Regions from separate parts of the Gossypium hirsutum genome. Here region 1 is linked to region 2. A link is a contact called in public Hi-C data. All regions are on one chromosome and are shown on one strand. Each heading gives the region's core, a stretch centred on a gene start, on an enhancer-like site or on the middle of the called end of the contact. The rest is flanking DNA. Distances are from core to core; before and after follow the strand shown. Region 1 holds the start of LOC107920287 (amidophosphoribosyltransferase, chloroplastic). Region 2 holds the start of LOC107918425 (kinesin-like protein KIN-7E).

The links. A called contact is a pair of places that touch in the nucleus more often than the background predicts.
Region 1: a Hi-C map of leaf shows a contact between it and region 2, with 1.9 times the contacts expected there. The contact joins the promoter of LOC107920287 here to the promoter of LOC107918425 in region 2. A contact is called at or near these places in 4 of 34 Hi-C or Micro-C datasets (anther and leaf).

Annotation. Positions count from the first base shown.
Region 1 is chrD13:24,448,687-24,451,737 of Gossypium_hirsutum_v2.1, forward strand. LOC107920287 (amidophosphoribosyltransferase, chloroplastic) reads right to left here and starts at 1,682. Exons shown (of 1, transcript XM_016849908.2): 1 at 1-1,682. The coding sequence starts at 1,682.
Region 2 is chrD13:24,093,621-24,096,669 of Gossypium_hirsutum_v2.1, forward strand. It overlaps LOC107918425 (kinesin-like protein KIN-7E), which reads left to right and starts at 1,747. Exons shown (of 13, transcript XM_041108915.1): 1 at 1,747-3,049. The coding sequence starts at 2,824.

The sequences.
Region 1 (3,051 bases), core at 432-2,931, 360 kb after region 2:
TCCATAGGTCCATTCAGCCCATCATCCAAGAAATCCCCAACCCGTTTCACTTTAACCTCCCTTGGCATCACTGGGTATTTTCCTGAAAAGCAAGCATAACAGAAATTTGGAGACTCACTGCCCAACATCTTCTTCAAGCTTTCGAATGGCAGAAATGCCAGTGAATCACATCCAATGAACTCCCTTATCTCCTCCACACTCATTCTATTCGATATCAACTCCTCAGAGCTTGGTGTGTCCACTCCGTAATAACAAGAACCGATGATCGGTGGGCTTGCGATTCTCATGTGAACCTCCTTAGCCCCTGCTTCCTTAATCAACCTAACAATTTTTGAAGATGTGGTTCCTCTCACAATTGAGTCATCCACCACCACAACCCTCTTACCTTCCAATACACCACGAACTGGTGAAAGCTTTAGCTTCACTCCAAAGTCTCTAATCTTCTGCGAAGGCTCGATAAAAGTTCTTCCTACATAGTGAGACCTGATCAGGCCTTGCTGGAATGGCACCCCTGCTTTGGCTGCATAACCAAGAGCAGCCACCAGGCCAGAATCCGGAACTGCAATCACGACATCACAGTCAACGGGAGCTTCGGTAGCAAGTATTTCCCCAAAATCATGCCTTGATTCATAAACAGACCTTCCAAAAACAACAGAATTAGGCAAAGCAAAATATATATGCTCAAAAATGCATTGTTTTGGTTCAGGGTGGGGCATCAAGCAAACTGATTGAACCCCATCTTTTTTATCCACCACCAATACTTCACCAGGATACACCTCTCTCTCATATGTTGCCTCGATCAAATCAAGAGCACATGTTTCAGAGGCAAAAACCACAGCACCATTGCTCCTCCTTCCCATTACCAAAGGCCTAAATCCATGGGGGTCACGCACTGCAACAAGCTTATCCTCGGTCACAAACACCATTGAATAAGCTCCTTCAAGCTTCTCACAAGCTTCAACAATCCTCAAAAAGAAAGGCCTAGCTTTTGAAATAGCAATCAAATGAAGTACAACCTCAGTATCAGAACTAGTATTGAAAATTGAACCATTGTCTTCAAGCATAGCTCTCAAAGCTCGGTAGTTTACCAAGTTTCCATTGTGTGCAACCCCAATGGACCCAAACCTGTACCCAGCAACAAAAGGCTGCACATTTTTTAACATAGAAGAACCGGCAGTTGAATATCTAACATGTCCAATAGCCATTTCACCAGGTAATTGATCAAGTTTAGACTCGTTAAACACTTCAGATACTAAACCAACCCCAGTAACCGACTGAAGAACATTGTTATTCACTGCAACAATACCTGCACCTTCTTGTCCACGATGCTGAAGCGCATGGAGGGCCAAATAGCAGAGACGTGAGGCTTCAGGGTCACCAAAGATACCCACCACACCACACTCCTCACGGGGCTTATCGTCGTCATCATCACTAAAAGGAGGCACCAAACCGTCTTCATTTTTGTTTGCTGAAATGAAGTCAGAGATGGGGTTTTTAGAGGAGGTGGTAAACTGAGATTTCTGGGGATGAAGAACATGATTGCAAGGGAAAGAAGAGGGTTTTTGAAGGGTTTTTGGGAGGAGAGGAAAGGTGACTTTTTGAGGGGTGTTCAGAGAAAAAGAATGGTGTTTGGAGATGGGTTTTGAGAGAGCTGAAGAAGAAGACAAAGGAGAGGCTGCCATGGATGGTTTCCCTGCTGTTTTAGGAGTGTTTTCCCTGGGAAAGAAAATAGGAAGAGAGTTATGTTAAAGCAAAGATGGCTTAGGAAAAGCAGTGTCAATAGGCGTATAGGACTTAGGGTTTTGAGTTTTGACTAGTGAGGTGGCTTTGTCCCCACAATTTACTCGAGTTCTAAAAAATTTTGTTTTTGACCGGTTTGCTTCAATTAATTAGTCTATTCTCAACTATCATTAAGGGAAAATATCTTAATAATAGATTCAATATAAAAAAAACTCTTGGGATAAATTTTAAAATTGAATATGAATTTTAGTTTAATATGTAATTTTATTCATTAATTTTTTTTTTGGTGGAATACAAGAATAGAGTAAAACTTGAATAACAAACACGACTAGCACGACTCGAACTCAGTCTATACTTGGAGTGGTGATCACCCTGACCATCAGGCTATCACATTGGGTTCAATCCATTAATTTTGATTTTGTATAATTTTATACATAAAATTTTGATTCAATTCAATTCTCTCAATTTATTAACATAATTAGTGATATAGTATCATTTTATGTTTATATATTGCATATAAAAATAATTATATTTATCTAATATAAAAATAAATTGATGTATTTATTTCTTTAAATGTGTATGATTGAATTAAAATTAAAATTTTATTTATACATTTGAATCTCAATCAAAATTTCATGCGTATAATTACACAATCATAATTCATATATCAAATTGTACATTGAAACAAAGTTTATGTATAATTTTAAGATTTATTCATTTTAAAAATAATAATATATTAATTATATTATTTGATTGTACATTTATGTAAATGAGTTTATTGAGCCTTAGCATAGTTGTTATTATTGTTATTGCAACAATCAAGAAATGTGAGTTCAAACATACTAAAACATAATTTTACTCTTATTTAAAGATCGATAAAATAAAAAATTATACTCGTAATAGTTATACGCAGATAAGTGATTAAAAACAAAACTATGACTTTCAAATTCAAATTTTACTTCTATTTTGGGTAAAAATATCTCTTAATTACCTCTCAATTTCAAAATCGGGTAAGTTAATCTCATTGAAAAATAGAGAGTATTGTAGTTCATGTAAAATTTGAAAGTAAGTAAATAAGAACAATTACTTAAGTTATTGTTAAATTTATCCTTCCTGATAATAAGTCTTTCCATTTTAAAATCGAGCAAGTTAGACCCTATAAAAAAAAGAGAGAAATCTAATCCTTATTAATTTTGAAAATAAACAAATAAAAATAATTATTTACGTCATTAAATTTTTTATTCAATTTATCCCATGTGACAATAAGAAAAAAAAGATAAATTAATCTAAAAGAATTAACCGACCTATCCA
Region 2 (3,049 bases), core at 497-2,996:
CGAGAATACAAAGAGACACGAATAACAAAAGCCCTGTCATCAAAATTATCGAGCTTTAATCGAATAGGAGTAATAAAGTCACCCAGTTGATCTTGAGGACCCAAGAAAAATGGAGAATTAGGTTCAATTTTAGATGGTGGCGGTGGAAGAGGAGGAGGAGAAGTCTCGCCGCCAGCCATTTAGAATGATAAAAAAATTTTGTATCAGAAACTTTGCTCTGATGCCATGAAAAGAATAAATTAATCTCTTGAATTTTATTGATAAAACTCAACGGTACATATATATCTATACAATCATAGTTACGTAGGAATCAAATTACTAAAATATAATATCCCATAATAATATCTTATAATATCCTATTAGGAATCAATTTGCTAAGAGTTAATATCCTATAATATCCTATTAGGAATCAATTTGCTAAAAGATAATATCCCATAATATCTTAACATGGGAAAAAATCGACTAATAGGGAGGAAAAAGATCGATTTACAAGGACAAAAAATTTTGAAAAATACAGGCCAAAAAAAGGTACAACAATTTAAAAGCATAGAAAGAACTAACCTTAATGGATGAAATCATCTTGCAAATGAATCTCCATAGTTGTTTTTTGTAGATTCACCTTGGATTTTTTTTTTTTAGATTTACTTTGGACTTTGGACTTTGGAGATGAAAGGCAAAATAGAAGAATGGAAACTACTGATATATTAACACTCCTGTTAGGTTTGAGAGCATGTGGCAAAGGGAGTAATTTTTGAGTAAGCATGGTCAAATATGTCATTCCACATATCTCATTCCCAATCAGCCGTGAAAAGCGTTGCCCATCCCAACATTTTTTGTTTTGGAAATTTTAGCTCAACAAACTCTTACACACCTTCATTCACCAAACACTACAATTAGAGGGTTTGATTATTCAATCCTCCATTTGTGCCCAAACAGCTAAAAAAATCCAAAACTCTATCGAACACCCCAAAAGGAATTTTGACATTAGTCTAAATTCCCCACCTTAGTCCTTTTACTGTTCAAACTTTTAAAATTAATCTTTATGCTTTTTTAATAAGGGTACAAGGTATAGGTTGTTTAAGAATTGTACTCAAGATCATTGTTAATTAAAGACCTGCACACAAATATTTTATTATTTCACATGTGGTTTAATTGACTTGTCCTTATGTTTTTAATTTAATAAATTTAGTCCTCTACTTGTTTGATTTAAAAACTAAAGTTCAATTGATAATACTATTAATTATTTTTCTTCAAATTTGAAAATGTGTTATTGATTTAGCTTTAAATTTTAAATCATGCCCTTAATTTAGAATATCACATATTTAAATTTAACTAAATTTCATTAAAAATTTTATCAATTGGATTTTAGTTTTTAAATCAAATAAGTACATGGACTAAATTTGTATAGTTAAAAATAGAAAGCCTAAGTTTCAAATATTCACAAGTATAGGGACTGAGAGCATAATTAAACCTTTGATGTTTAACAATATAGCGGTCGATTGAACGGTGCATCGCGATGGAAAGTTACATTAACTGACAAGAAAACTTAAAGACCACGTGGCGAGACACAAGCTTATATCAAAAAGCAAGGGTAAAATAGTAATTGACCTTGCCCCAAACACGCAAGGAAGAGAAAAACTTCAAAAGACGCTCCCCCTTCCCGATCCTGCTGTCCCATTTTTACCCTTGGTTTAAATTGACATTCTCCATTTTATCCTTTCGTTTTTTTCAACTTTATTCGACGCGTAGAGTCATAGCACCTTCGATTTCGCTTCTTCAGTGTTTCTTTTTTGCTCTTCCAAGTCACGTATCTTCTCTTCCCCTTCGATGAATTTTTAGTTTTAAATTTAAATTCATTAAAAATTGACAAGTGGATTGATTTTGTTTTCGTATGTAAGACTGTTGTTTTTTGGGGGGTGATTTTGATTTCTGAATTTAGAAATTGACCATTTAAAGAAATCGTTACTACTTAATACTGCTGGCGTTTTTAAAAAAAATCCAGAAAATTTTGGATTCTTACGTTATTCGAATCAAATTCTATTGTTTATCATTTTTAAACGATTTTTTAGATTTTATTCGGTTAGGATTTTGCAGAGCTCGAGTTTTGAGGTGGAAAGTATACGGTTATGGAATCAGATCAGAGAGCATAATGGAGGGAAATTGAAACTGTTTTGGTACTAAAGTTGGTACTAGTTCTTTTAAACTGAACCGCCATTTTCGTTTCAAGGGAAAAGAAAACAAAACAAACAGAAATGAGAAAATGAGTAAAACTTTTTATTATTATTAATTTATCAGTATAAACTATAAAGTTGAAGATTTTCATTGCTTGACTATTAAGCATAGTTGGTGACCACTAGGGAAAGTTTTCTGCTCTTTCAAGAATTAAAACTTAAAAATTGAGTGTTTTTTTTTTCTTGGGGGGTTAGGAAGAGATCTTTTCATCTTAACTACTAGTTCTCATTGACATTTGTTTTTGTTTTTTAAAAATGGTTAATTTAAGTGATGTTTAACCTTAAAAGTAGAATATAAAAAGCAAATCATTTTCATGTTGGTTAGATAAAAGTCTATAATTAGCTCGTTGTTGCTGATATAATCAGTAATTAGTCTTTATACTTATGGATCGTTTTCTATAGTTAGTTGGATTTTATAATCATGATTAGCTTCTTTTAGCAGATAGGCTTATGGTTGTGAAAGGATTGGCCTAAGCTTTAATATATATTTAGCAACCCCAACAACCTTGAGAACCTGCAAATTCATGGCTCTTTTTTTCACTTAACGCCTAGTAGGGTGAGTAACAAGAAAAGTGGAGTAGGAAAAAGAAAAATGGGGGCAATTGGTGGGGAAGAGTTAAAGCAGGTGGAGAAAGAACAAAAGGCGCAAATGGCAGGTGCTCGAGAGGAGAGGATTCTTGTTGTGGTGAGGTTGAGGCCTTTGAGTGACAAGGAAATTATAGCAAATGAAGTTGCTGATTGGGAATGCATCAATGACAACACTATCCTATATCGGAACACCCTCCGGGAAGGGTCCACATTCCCGTCTGCCTATACAT